2 separate regions of the Gossypium hirsutum genome follow, and region 1 is linked to region 2. A link is a contact called in public Hi-C data. All regions are on one chromosome and are shown on one strand. Each heading gives the region's core, a stretch centred on a gene start, on an enhancer-like site or on the middle of the called end of the contact. The rest is flanking DNA. Distances are from core to core; before and after follow the strand shown.

Evidence for each region. Hi-C and Micro-C count contacts between places; a contact is called where the count stands out from the background.
Region 1: a Hi-C map of leaf shows a contact between it and region 2, with 2.1 times the contacts expected there. The contact joins the promoter of LOC107895769 here to the promoter of LOC107897551 in region 2. A contact is called at or near these places in 2 of 34 Hi-C or Micro-C datasets (both in leaf).

What each region holds. Positions count from the first base shown.
Region 1 is chrA10:22,100,630-22,104,292 of Gossypium_hirsutum_v2.1, reverse strand. LOC107895769 (divinyl chlorophyllide a 8-vinyl-reductase, chloroplastic) reads left to right here and starts at 1,450. Exons shown (of 1, transcript XM_041078985.1): 1 at 1,450-3,086. The coding sequence starts at 1,672. The coding sequence ends at 2,907. LOC107897549 reads right to left here and starts at 1,221. Exons shown (of 4, transcript XM_016823036.2): 1 at 1,002-1,221; 2 at 771-908; 3 at 306-554; 4 at 1-80. The coding sequence starts at 1,073.
Region 2 is chrA10:21,856,640-21,860,369 of Gossypium_hirsutum_v2.1, reverse strand. It overlaps LOC107897551 (trans-resveratrol di-O-methyltransferase), which reads left to right and starts at 1,325. Exons shown (of 2, transcript XM_016823039.2): 1 at 1,325-2,155; 2 at 2,315-2,765. The coding sequence starts at 1,382. The coding sequence ends at 2,620.

The DNA of each region.
Region 1 (3,663 bases), core at 201-2,700, 240 kb before region 2:
CTGCCGAGCTTCCACCATTTGATACAAATTTGGCGGTTTTTAATGTTGCTACTCTTGAGCGCTTCCATGACATCCGAAGCCTGCTTGGTATCATTCATAATTTTTTTAGTTCTAACATGTGTAGCATTAACATATCTAGAAATACAGATTCAAAATCTATAGAGAAACCATTATCTAAAAGCAGCCACGCTGGTTTAGCTTTCAGCTGCGCTTGTGACCATCTAAGAACACTAATTCCACGATGTAAACAAAACAAGCATACAAGAAAAAAATGCATGAAAAATACATAAAGCATGAAAAGTTACCGGCACTTTAAGGATGTTAAGGCAGTAATGAAGTCCAACCAGGTTAAGCAAAACATTCAGCTTTGGTTTGAGCAGCAACATTTGAACATCTTTAAACCCGAACCCCATCAATTTCTGGCATTCAATCGCTTTCAGATAGTCGTTGACCTGGATTGATTCGGATTGCAAACAATTTTCTACAAATTTAATAACCGAATCAGCTTGATCCTTCATCTCCTTGTGCTGCTTTATGTAAAATCCCCTCCAACCCTAGCATCATTTTTAATTTTTTTTTCTCAACAATTTTCATATCAATACAAACAATTGAATTTGCCTAACATATTTAATTACATTTATTTACTTCAACACTAACAGTTTCAACTTGAATGATAAACCGCAAAAGAACTCGAAACACCCATTGCAATTAAGCCAAAACCAACAATTCCAAAGCTAAATTACCATAAATAAAACTTAAAAAAAAAACACCTTGAAGTCGGGGACTTTCAAGACATCTTCATATAAAAGAGGCCATCTTTGTTTAAATAAGGGTTCCCATAAACAATCGGAGCCCCATAAATCCCTCCACACCCGAGAACAACAACTCAAGCAGGAAAGATCAGTCACCTAAAAACCAGACGACCCGGAAACCATGTTTAGATTCCACCGATACCCAGAAAGAAGAAAAGAAAGGATGGAAATGAAGAGGAAGCAAATTACCTCAAGGGAAGAAGCAATTTTGAGAGCTACATCGTTTGGGATTGAACTGTATGTATAATCAGATTCATTCATGGTTTTTTTGTTATCGGCTAAAACTGAAAAATAAAAATTAATGATTGATAAAATAATTTTATTTTTGGTATGGGAATTTGTTTTCTTCTTCAAGTGAATATTGAAGTTAAGAATCAGATAGTTATACCTATTATTGACTCCTATAATAACAATATGAATGAAACAGCGTCGTTTCAGCTTTCAACTACAAGATTTGTCCCTGGGCTCAAATGGTCTTTTTGGGCCTAATATTTATAACACTACATATACATATATAAAAAGGCCTTTTCATTTCTTGGCCACAGACAGCCCATTGGGCCCAGGGACTAAGAAAGAAAGTTTGAAAAGTTAGGGGGATGAAATTAATATTTATCACTATCTATGGAGAAAACGAGCAATTCTATATAATTCTTTTATCAGCTGGGGCTATCATCAATGTTATCCACCACCAATCTTCATTAGATTTTTCTTTTAGCTGGAGGAACTTTACTGGCCATGGAAACCTCCAATCTTGTTCATCATTCACCTCAAATGTTCCCACATTTTCTTTCCCTTTCTGTCTTTAATTTTGAGTGACAAAGACCAGTTTCCCCAGATTTCTCTTCTTAGGTAAAAGAAAATGTCACTTTGTTTATCTTTCAATGCCTTCACTGTTCACTCACCAAAGTCCCGAACTCACAAAACACGTTTCAGTTCTCAGTTCATCAATCAAATCCAGGTAAAACCAGCTAGTTTTACTTCAAAATCAATACCCTTTAATGTAGAAAGGTTTAAACTTGTTAAAGCTTTAGCAACAAAGCCTGTTGAAACAGCTGTATCAGCTTCATTTAGAAACAAGAACCCAAAAGACATCAATGTTTTGGTGGTGGGTTCTACCGGTTATATGGGGAAATTTGTGGTGAAAGAGTTGGTCAATAGAGGGTTTAATGTTATAGCCATTGCTAGGGAAAGAAGTGGGATTAGAGGCAAAAACAGCAAGGAAGATACTTTGAGTGATTTAAATGGAGCTAATGTATGTTTCTCTGATGTCACCAATTTCGACATTTTGGAGAATTCTGTGAAAAATTTAGGGTTTCCCATTGATGTTGTTGTCTCTTGTCTTGCTAGCCGTACTGGTGGTGTTAAGGATTCATGGAAAATTGATTACGAAGCTACAAAGAACAGCCTTGTCGCTGGTAAGAAATTTGGGGCTTCACATTTTGTGTTGCTATCTGCCATTTGTGTCCAAAAACCCCTCCTCGAATTCCAGCGAGCTAAGCTGAAATTTGAGGCCGAATTGATGAAAGAAGCCGAAGGAGATGACGGGTTTACTTACAGTATTGTTAGGCCAACTGCATTCTTTAAGAGTTTAGGGGGTCAAGTTGACTTAGTGAAAGATGGAAAGCCTTATGTGATGTTTGGTGATGGCAAATTATGTGCTTGTAAGCCAATTAGTGAACAAGATTTGGCTTCCTTCATTTCAGATTGTGTTTTGAAAGAGGATAAGATTAATCAGATTTTGCCGATAGGCGGTCCGGGGAAGGCATTGACACCACTGGAGCAAGGGGAGATGTTGTTTAAGCTTGTAGGGAAGGAACCAAAGTTCTTGAAAGTGCCTATTGGGATCATGGACTTTGCCATTGGGATTCTCGACTTCCTTGTTAAGATCTTCCCTTCAATGGAAGATGCCGCCGAGTTCGGTAAAATCGGGAGATATTACGCTGCCGAAAGTATGTTGATTTTGGATCCCGAAACCGGAGAATACAGTGCCGAGAAAACACCAAGCTATGGAACCAATACGTTGGAAGAGTTCTTCGCGAGAGTGCTGAGGGAAGGGATGGCTGGTCAGGAATTAGGTGAACAATCCATCTTTTGAAAGCTGATTGCTTCATTGAATGAACCAGTTTTGTATTAGAACATGACTTGAGGTATAAGCAGCTTTCCCTAACCTTAAAAAACATCTAAAACTAGTGAATCCCACATTGTATTTGTAAAGATTTTACCTTGGAAACTGCCATTGTTATGGAATATAAAGAATTGTTTCTATTGTCTTAATTGTGTGCAACATGAATGATCTTTTACTTCTATCTGTACCATCATAAAAACATGAAAATTTTGTGTATTTTCTAAATGGAAGATGATATTCAAAGGAAATCAAGAAGGAAGAACACTCCAAGAAGCAAGAGACACACAATCAAAAGAAATCACTTTAGTGCATGTTTTTTTATCTTTCTCTTATAAATATTTTAGAGAGCATCATTCTTACACATTGTAAACACCTACTTTAAAGATAGTTCTTTTGTTTAAACCAAACACCCTTACCTTTGTACAAGGGAAATGTTTTCTAGTTGAGCCATAAAATTACGGTGGCTCTATCTTAGCCATTATAAAAAGATAAAAAAAGTTTCTTATCTTACCTTAAGTAAAATATAGAGGATTTAAAGAATATACATTGTTATTGAAAGCTAGTTATTCATATAGTGAATTAATAAAATCTTTAACGGGTACACCTAAAGTAGTGGAAGAAGACGTTCGAGGCTCAAGCACTAGAAATTGATTATATCAATCTTTTCTACTATTTTTCTTATTTTAGAAGAAGAATTTTAAAATCCCAATTTATCTCCTATTAATA
Region 2 (3,730 bases), core at 76-2,575:
AATTAATTCGGTTAACCGACTGATTAACTGAATTCGGTCGGTTAACCGAATTTTTCGGTTTTACCCGAATTTTGCACACCCCTAGTGGAGATTATTAGAATTAAGTAACCTGAATCCTTATTTAAATAAAATATAGTGGTAAAATAAAATAAAAGTAAAATCCATATAGAATTACACTTCTTTTATTTTATAAATCCATATAGAATTACACTTCTTTTATTTTATTTTAGAATAAGTTTTTTTTAAACCTTATTAAACTATATCTATTTGATATTGATTAGAATAAGGTGTTTTAATCTTACTACACTCCTATTAGAATATGATTTTAGAAGTCTATAAATAGACATAGTTTATTCCTCTTGTAATTATTCGAATTCAGTATAGTAAATTTTCTTCTCCTCTGCCTGTGGTTTTTTTTCAAAAGAATTTTCACGTAAAATCTATATATTCTTTATTTTTATTTCTCTTTTCTTTACTATATATATTATCATTACCAACATATTTTTTTTAACAAGGATAGTATCACTTATGCACCACCTTCCACCAACCAATTCATATCATTCTATTAAATAATCCACATCCAACTCATTTTCGAATTTAATATTATAAAATGTAATATTAGATGAGAAAAAAAAAGCCTACTTTTAGGTGTTGGAACACTTGTGCAGGCCAAGACACAGTGGAGCCCCCTAGTAGTTGGTGAAGTGCATTCTATTATACTACAAATTCATTCATGACGCAGCCTGAATTCATGCATTCAAACAATTGATTCATTTAATTTATTCAAAGAAATTGAATTGGTTACTTGATGACAACCACAGTTAAAAAGATTCGTTCCCGGTCAAAACTCAAAAGCACCCTGAATTCAACAATGTAAAAACTTCTTTCATGACACGTATGCTTTTTACATTTAAATTTTTCTCTCAATAACAATAGCTTAATTTGTAAACACCCTCCAATTTTTTCGAAATATTTTTTTAATTCTTAAATTAATTTCATAATTCCATAATATTTTTAAGATTTTTATTTCAAAAAAAAATCACTTTTTTTGTGTTTTTACCATGTGTTGTGACACGTCAATATTAAAAATTAACTATAATTAAGATACTAATAAATAAATTATTAGAATAAATATAATAATTATAAATTTGAAGTAAAAAATATTTTTTTAATTAATCTTTAATTTTATTTGAGAAAAAATATTTTTTTAATAAATATTTTTATTAAAGTAATAAAAACAAGTTTGGTTATACTTTTCAATTTGCAAATTTTACTTCCAAGCTATCATAGTCTATAAATAGCATATTTAGTGGTATGTTAACTCAAAGCAAAAAAAAAACTTAGCTAATCAATATAAAAAAAAAACTTAGCTAAGATAGATATGGGCAATGCCAATGGGGAGCTTGATAATGAGCTAGTTCAAGCACATGCTCACGTTTGCAACCATGTTTTTATATTCATAAGTTCCATGTCTCTAAAATGTGCAGTTGATTTAGGTATCCCAAATGTTATTCAAAACCATGGCAAGCCCATGACAATTACTGAGCTGTTGGCTGCACTACCGATGCTCAACTCTACCAAAGCATGTCACATTTATGGGCTCATGCGCATTCTAGTTCATTCGGGCTTCTTTGCACATCAACAGTTAGACGGTGATGCCCAAAAAGAAGGTTATGTTCTTACCAACTCTTCTCGTTTGTTGCTCAAGAATAATCCTTTGAGCATAACACCTTCTTTGAAAGCGACTATAGATCCTATTTTCACAAAGCCTTGGAATTTTTTAGCGGCTTGGTTTCAAAATGATGATCGTACCCCATTTGAAACCGCACATGGGAAGATATTGTGGGATTATTGTAGCCAAGATCCACAATTAAATGACTTGTTTAATGAAAGCCAAGCTTGTGATTCTCGATTGATTTCTAGTTTTTTGGTTGACAAGTGTAAAGGGGTGTTTGAGGGATTGAACTCCCTTGTAGATGTTGGGGGTGGCATAGGAATCGTGGCCAAGGCCATTGCTGATGTATTTCCACACTTGGAGTGCATTGTGTTTGATCTTCCTTATGTTGTTGCTGGCCTGCAGGGTAGTAAGAACTTGAAATATGTTGGAGGTGATATGTTCAAGACGTTTCCAACTGCAGATGCGATTTTATTAAAGGTTAACTTTTACTATCTTTATTCTCATTCATCTTTTTCATGATATTTTCACTATTATAAATAATGCACAACAAATTTAGTTGCACATATTAATTCAAAAATTAAACTGTAAATGTAATCACAGTATTTGGCTTAGTTAATAATTTATGTATTTGAGCAGAATGTATTTCACGACTGGAATGATGAAGAATCCGTGACGATCCTAAAGCGATGTAAAGAGGCCATTTCAAGCCGAGATAATGTAGGAGGGAAGGTGATTATAATAGAGATGGTTTTGAGGGAGGATGATGATCAGGTGTTTAAATCAAGTGAAACAAAGCTCTTCGCCGACATGGAGATGTTGGTGTTGGTGAATGGAAAAGAAAGGCTTGAAGAAGAATGGAAGAAGTTTTTAGCAGCTGGTTTTAGTTACCACAAAATTACTCCTATTGTTGGTTTAAAATCTCTCATTGAGGTTTACCCCTAAGAATCTTCGATTCTTGCCTTATGAATAATGATAACAGAGCTATAGTTAGAAGGGTATAATTGCCCTACTTTACTCCTATTGTTGGTTTAAAATCTCTCATTGAGGTTTATGAATAATGATAACAAAGCTACATACTCTGATTGAACTTTTTCTCTTATTGTTGTCACTACTTATATCTCTATTAATAATAATTTTCCTACTATTATTTCATAATATAAATTCTTTTGTTGATTGTTAACCGTGAGTTTGGATGTGCAGTGAGATGCGGTGCATTTAATTTATTTTTTGCCTCACGCTATGGTATCTAATCTCACCGCTACCATTGTTTTTATACTAACTGCTAATAAACACACCAGTCCATTTAAACCCACCATTTTATACAAGCACTACAATATGCACACAAGGAGTTAAATTATTATAAAAGTTTTAAAATTCGAATAATAGTAGGAAAACAAATGAAAGAAAAAGTAAATTTGTTTTATCTAATTAGAGTCATTTTTTTTTGTCATCCAACTATAAATTTTTTAAACTGGTCACCCAATTATGTACTTATTTCTTTTTTGGTTTTTTAAATCGATCATCCAACTAATTGAGATTATTTTTTTGTCCATTTCCATTAATTGCACTAAAAGGAGGATGATGTGGCAGTTAAAAATCAGTATAATAACAAATTTAACCCTCAATTTTTATATATTAAATCAATTTGATCATAATTTTAAAAAATTAACCTTCAGACTTTACAAATAATCTCAATTTTATCTAATTCTAAAAAATTCAAAGAAATATATCATAATAATTCAAAAAATCTTTTGCGTAACAATTAACCCTCAAACACTAATTTTTTATTTTTCCTGTTAGATCGGCTCTAAAAATTCCGATTTCCAATTTTATTCCGAATCGAGATAAATTCAAAATCTTTTTTATAATAATTTATTTTAGAAAATTCTAATGAAAGGATAAAATTCAGATTTTTAATATTTTTTAATCATAGGTTATTTGAATTTTTAGTTTAAATTTCGTGTTTAAATTGAAGTTCGATATTCTTTACTTCTAAATTATTATATCTTAACTGTAACACTCAAACACGACCACGTTATGACCAAATTCGAG